Regions from separate parts of the Mus musculus genome. Here region 1 is linked to region 2. The links are chromatin contacts, called in public HiChIP or PLAC-seq maps. All regions are on one chromosome and are shown on one strand. The core of a region is the stretch at or near the end of the contact, and the rest is flanking DNA. Distances in the headings are between cores, read along the strand shown. Region 1 has its middle 91 kb from the start of Gm33897. Region 2 has its middle 48 kb from the start of Gm40746.

Region 1 (3,279 bases), core at 406-2,905, 670 kb after region 2:
AAATAGGATACAAAAGTCTTGGGAGCTGGAACATAAAATCGGGGAGGAGATATATTAAGAGGCCTAAGACATCAGGTCTTTTAGTTTAATAATATCTCTCGTATGTGGTCTTATGGAGTATTCAGCTTAGATGAAAACTTTTTCGGTGGCTTAGCTGGATTTATGAACCAATGGTCACTCAGGAACAAGAGGGTAAAATCCTTATGTTGTGTGTCTTGGTATCATTTCGAAGCCTCTCAGTTTCCTTCTCTGACATTAACAGAGAATAATCCTTCAAATTACTCATGTGAACTAATGAGACCAGTAATGAAACGGCTAGCTCCGTCATTGCTATGAGTGATGCCCTTTTAGAACACTCATTAAAAAACCTTTCTTGTCCTTCATTATGTGGAACATGCAATCCTGAAGTGTTGTAATTTACAGCAGGGCTAGGTTTCTGCTCTAAAATCCTCTCTGCTTTAACATACAAAATGCTACTTTTTCCATACTTGCATTACTCAAAGAGCAAAAAACAAAGATGAGAAATGAAACAAATTTTGAAGATAATTCTACTCATCTCCTCTAACTTGCCAATCTTTCTCCTAGAAGATGTTAAGAAGCAATACACGTGCCTCACTGAAGGAATAAACACACTCATCTGCAATTATTAGAAGCTACTTTGAAGAAAAAGGCCCACAAAGATAGATGGGCTTTTCCCAAAAGTCAGAATTATGTTTGTTTTAAAAGCAGTTATTGACTTTTCATGAGCAGTATCTCAGGCAGGCCCATCTTTTGTGATGAAATCCTGATGGTGTGAAAAGTTGAGTTCATCTGCATAGAACAGATTACATTGTGATCTGTGAAGACATCCCTCATTCGTACTTCCATACTCTCTGAACTGCTTCCTATGTCAATGATTTGAGTTGCTTACGTAAACACAATGGAAATTTTGCATTTAAATGGAAATAGAAGAATATACAGATGAAAACCTTTTCTCAAAGTACCAAGAATGGGGCCAGTGAGATGTCCCAGTGGATAAAGGTGCTTGATGCTAGGTCTGAGGACAGAAGCTCAACCCTGTAACCCACAGAATAGAACAAGAGAATGAACTCCCACGAGGTTTTCTCTGACTGACACATATGCTGTGGGACATGCCTTACTCTATCACATAAATAAACCAGTCAATAAATCAATCAATAAATATTACAAATTTAAAAAGAAATAGTATACACAAATTTTTGAATCAATAGAGTGTTCAATTTATATCGATCCAGAAATGAAAACTGTTAATTAAAAAAAAAGATGTTTATTATTTATTTATGTACACGTGTATCTCTCTGAATGTGTGAAGTGTGCATATATGAGGACTTAGAAGCCAGAGGAGAATGTATGCTCACCTGGAGCGGGAGTTACAGAATGTTTTATCAACTGAACTGTGTGCTAAACTCCACTCCTCTATAGAAGTAACAACTGTAGTCAGCTGCTGAGCCATCTCTCCAGTCGCAACTGTGTTCATTTTAACTGTTACAGGGAGACATGGATTTAGTGTGTGTGAAGCAGAATGTAACCAAGGTCCAAAATACATTTCAACTTTACACCACATATACCACAGACAAAGATGAAACTGAAGATGTTCGTGCCAAAGGAGAAGGAAAGGGGCTGGCAAGCGTGGCCTGACTAACAGATGACTAAGGAGAGGAGAATGTTTCTGATAGTTATAGGCTTCCCCAGGAGTAAGACACACAGGCCTGTTTGGTTGATCAGCCAAGCCTTGGGCTTTGCTGTCACTTAGGCTTCTTTTTCCTGTGAACGCTGGGTCTACACAAGTGAAAGAAACTGCAGTGGGGGCGGGGGGGGGGGGCGAGAAGGAGGGAGCCCGCCCCAGAGGTGGCTGAGTGTGGAATGACAGGAAAAGCCTCAACAATGGCTTAGCGCTTTAGTTCAGCATATCTAAGGAATCTTATTAGCAGTTGGGATGATAGATAGCAATAATATAGGGGTAATAACTTTATGCATCTAAGTACTTTAGAGACTGCATATAGTTTAAAGTAAATGCACCTCGGCAACAACCCTCTCTGTGTTATTTTTTTATTTTAGTCATTGAAGACCATCTTTTGGTCAAACACAATATATTTCCATCGGGGAGAAAAAGACAACCTTAAAATGCCGACATAACTCGAACAATTTGCCCTTTGAAACAAAGGTATGATTTCAAATCAACAGGGCTCTATTGAAATAAAAGTCTCACAGACAAGCTGAGATCTTAATAGACTTCATTATGTTGTTCAACCAAAATTAAAATCTGCACATTTAAAACAAACAAACAAACAAACAAACAAACAAAAAAACCCTCTTAACATGATTGTCTTCCTGTCTCACCTTGCTCCTTAGAACTCCTTGCTTCTGGGGAAGAAGCCGATTGCATTCCTGACTGAGCTGAGTCTCAGACAAGGTGAAGAGAATCATAACATTGGTTTTAGGGTAAAGCTCAACCAAAATGTTTAACGGTGATAAATGCAAAATAAATCCAGATTGTCTACCTTAGCAAAGAGAAGAGAAGCACGGTACTGGCCTTCCACATGTTTGGTATAAATAGACAGACATAGACAAAGGTCGAGGGAAAGGTTTTATATATATATATATATATATATATATATGCCAGCTATTTTTCTAGTGTTACTTGTGAGTGTTCTCATCAAGAGAATAATATTATAGTTTTTATTGTTTTTTGATAAGGGCTTCATAGCTGCTCATGGGTGGTCCTGTTCAATTTTGCCAATGGGTTTTTGCTTGGGAATTATTAGTGGCTGGGTACTTGACATAGTCATTGAGATGCATTTGTGTTTGGGTTGTCTCTATGTCCACACTGCTAGAAACCAACAGCGTCCTTTTCCCTCTCTCTTCCTCCTCTTTCTTCTAGTACGTCTCTGCATGAAGTCTGAAGTCCATTCTCACTGTTTTTCTGTGGCACATTATATTCCGCTCTGCACTGGCTCTTTGACACATTTGATTGCAAAGTTCAGTGTACCCTTTATTATGTGGTTCACAGAACTCTGTGGCAAACAGAAGCAGGTCCAGGAAAACATGATTTTTGGAGGGTGCTTAGGATGCACACAGGAACACACATGTACACACTCAACCACAGCACAGGGTCTTAAGTGATAGAAGGCAAGTGCTCCAGGTATAGGAAAAACAGTCTACAGTAAAGGGATCACAAAGAGCTTCAGAAAGAAGCTAACATCTGATTTGAACCACGAAGGATGCCAACATGCCAAAGAACAGCAAAGAGAAAAAATATTT
Region 2 (3,213 bases), core at 73-2,572:
GTAACTGTTTTGTTCTGTTTTCTGTTTGTTTGCTTTTCAAGACAGGGTTTGTCTAGGTAGCCCTGGCTGTCCTGGAACTCTATATGTAGACCAGGCTGGTCTCAAACTCAGAGATCCATCTGCCTCTGCCTCCTGAGTACTGGGATTAAAGGTGTGTGCTACTAACACATGGCACTATTAACCTTGACTATGAAATACACTTTAATACTGAAAACACTGAGGTGTAAACTGTTCATAGCTGCACTTTTAGCCTTGAGAAGATAACCTTATAAAAACCACAGAACCTCAACATTGAGGTGTGTAGGTAAATAGACCACAGAAGTTGCTTCCTGTCTAGTTCCTCAATCGCTCTTTGATGTTAAGGTGAACTTAAAGGTTTTGTTACTTGGAGGTCAAGGTGAGGCTGTGCTGTCCTGTAGTGTAGTCATGACCGTAACAGTGATGGGCGCAGACTGATGACCATTGAAGTTACTGCATCCGAAGCTTCGAGTGCCCGAGCTCTAGTTCCCTCTGTAACAGGTTCTTAACCCCATTTTACAGACAAGGAAACCAGGACTCAGGATTTTGTTGTTCCCTATTTTTATTTTCCCCAGGCAGGGTCTTGTGAGTCCATACTGGAGTCTAACTAACTATCTAGCAGAGAATATCCTTGAACAAGAGGGTAGCCTCTTGCTTCCATACCCTGGATGCTGGAACAAAGGGCCAGCATCACCACACAGCTTCCCAGCTCAGAAGGTTTAAATATCCCAAGGCTACAAAGCTACAAGATGATGGAAACATGATTTGAAATACATGATTTGAAATTTGACTGCTGCAAAGCTCACATGTCAAAGGCAGGGGAAGGTGAAATGGTTAAGGCTTAAATCAAGGTAAAACCATGGGCAAAATGTCGAGAGTCCTAGCACGGGACTGCGGTTCAGCATAAGGCTGTGAAGTTCCTTTCTTAGCTCAGTCATAACAACCAGACATGGCAGGCAGAGAGCACTTTGTGTGCACTGCCTTTTGATTCTAACGGCAGCCTAGAGGAGCTACTACAGTGCCCGTTACACAGACAAGGCAACTGAGGCTGTAAAGACAGTTTGGTAAGTTTCAACTAGCGTCTGTTTGGCTCCAAGCGGTGCTCACGAATGTAAATTATCTTTTGACCGACCGACGTGACTTCTGTTTTTCCTGACGAACCACGGTGTCTTTTCAAAAACCGGGTTTCTCTTTCTGTCCCTGTTCCCAAGTCTTTTAGGTTGCCTGTGACCACTTTTGTAGCCCCAGCTTCATTATCCAGGTTCACACCGGAGGATCCACATGGTGGCACTGTAACCTCACACAGTTAAAACATGAGGAAAAAGGAGGAAAAAAAAAAAAACCCACTTGTTTCCACTGCACTAGGCAGGCCAGACTCAAGTCTGACAGACAGTCATGGACAGGCAGACTGGCCTTAATTAGACCGGCTTTAGCATTCTACCCTTTCTGGTTACAGACACACAGAACGCATTCTCCTCCAGCTACACCCAGGAGTGAAGATTCCAGAGACCCCATGCCCAATGGCAGGGTGTTGATCCTAACTAATATCACAACATCTAAGAGCACACCACCAAGACCTCTCCAAAGCCAGGAAATGCATGACTATCCCTTTCAAAATATTTTTTATCTGACTCTCATAAGCCCCTATCTCTTTAGACTTTCTGAAGTGGTGGGCTTTCTGAGAGAACAAAAGGAGGGAAAGACAGACAAATTAGGGAGAAAGGAAAAGGATCAACTCTCTGCATACATGACATTAAGTGCAGTACCCAATATCCCCAGACACACTTCCTTATGCATGGGAAGGCTTACCCAGTTTCTGTCTTGCAGGCTGTAAGATATATTAAAGGTATAAATTCATGATGTATCTTTAGGTGTTTGGTGATGCAAGCTGTTTCTTCAGTACTTTGCTTTCTTTGCTTCCAACTAAGAAAAAAAAAAAGACCAAGATCCTTCCATGTCACAGGAGGGAGGAAGACTTTCCAAGAGGGCAGATCTATAGACAAAGAGAAATCTTGCCAGTCTAGGAATGTAAAAAAAATATGCATAAGGTTGATGGAACAAAAATATTTTTACCCAGATGTAGCTGTCTCTTGTGAGACTATGCCGGGGCCTAGCAAACACAGAAGTGGATGCTCACAGTCAGCTAATGGATGGATCACAGGGCTCCCAATGGAGGAGCTAGAGAAAGTAGCCAAGGAGCTAAAGGGGTCTGCAACCCTATAGGAGGAACAACATTATCAACTAACCAGTACCCCGGAGCTCTTGACTCTAGCTGCATATGTATCAAAAGATGGCCTAGTCGGCCATCACTGGAAAGAGAGGCCCATTGGACAGGCAAACTTTATATGCCCCAGTACAGGGGAACGCCAGGGCCAAAAAGGGGGAGTGGGTGGGTAGGGGGTGGGTGGGTATGGGGGACTTTTGGTATAGCATTGGAAATGTAAATGAGCTAAATACCTAATAAAAAATGGGAAAAATAAATAAATAAATAAATAAACAAATTAATAAATAAAAATATTTTTATTTGTATATTTTTAAGTCTTTTTGAAGTAGATAGCAACCAGAGAGAATCATGCTTTTCAAGATAAGTGGCAAGATTCACACTCATGACTGCTTGTCTTAGGAAGAGTCTTCAGGGCCAGTTTCATTTTAAAGATTTGGGGAATCACTCTACCCAGATGCCTGAGTTGTCTGCACATAGGCTGGCATGAGGAGCCTTCATGCTTTTGTTTGAAATCCAGTCAGCTAGTTTCTGGCTTTATGACTTCGGCCCTGCAGCTATCTCTAACTCACCCATGTGCCACATGCATCCCAGGATAACTTAATGTGGCCCAGCACAAAATTATGCATTTACTTAAAACATGAGAATTTTCTCAAAAATAACATAGTTATGTAGTTCTCAAGGATGAACTTTCTAGATGAGAAAGTCATGTTGCAATGTCAAGAGTTTGGACCCATCTCACAAAGCCTGTTCCTCAACCCAAGTTCTTTCATCTGAAAAATGGGCATGAATACAGTAGCTCCTGTTTTACAGGTTGTTGGAAGATTGTGTAGAAATCTAGCATATGGCAGGCCCTTAATAAACACTTAATAAATGTGCCCCGTTATAATAATAAGAGTCCTGATCATGTTCGATACTGCTCAAAGAACAATGAAGAGACAGAAGAGAGAGCTGATCTGGCTTGGAGCTTCCCC

Evidence for each region. HiChIP or PLAC-seq counts read pairs in DNA pulled down with a chosen protein or histone mark.
Region 1: a CTCF HiChIP or PLAC-seq map of the NIH/3T3 cell line shows a contact between it and region 2, with 7 read pairs. The contact joins two enhancer-like sites. A contact is called at or near these places in 1 of 15 datasets of contacts at CTCF or cohesin (the NIH/3T3 cell line), 2 of 484 Hi-C or Micro-C datasets (bone marrow-derived macrophages and embryonic fibroblasts) and 1 of 9 other capture datasets (embryonic stem cells).

Annotation. Positions count from the first base shown.
Region 1 is chr10:96,805,121-96,808,399 of GRCm38.p6, forward strand. No RefSeq gene overlaps it. Among named protein-coding and RNA genes, the nearest start is that of Gm33897, 91 kb to the left of the region's middle. Within about 2 kb of position 1,656, at least 40 of the 459 cell types and tissues checked have an H3K27ac peak or open chromatin away from gene starts, as enhancers often do. A contact at or near this core is called in the NIH/3T3 cell line, where this site is marked.
Region 2 is chr10:96,131,004-96,134,216 of GRCm38.p6, forward strand. No RefSeq gene overlaps it. Among named protein-coding and RNA genes, the nearest start is that of Gm40746, 48 kb to the right of the region's middle. Within about 2 kb of position 1,323, at least 52 of the 459 cell types and tissues checked have an H3K27ac peak or open chromatin away from gene starts, as enhancers often do. A contact at or near this core is called in the NIH/3T3 cell line, where this site is marked.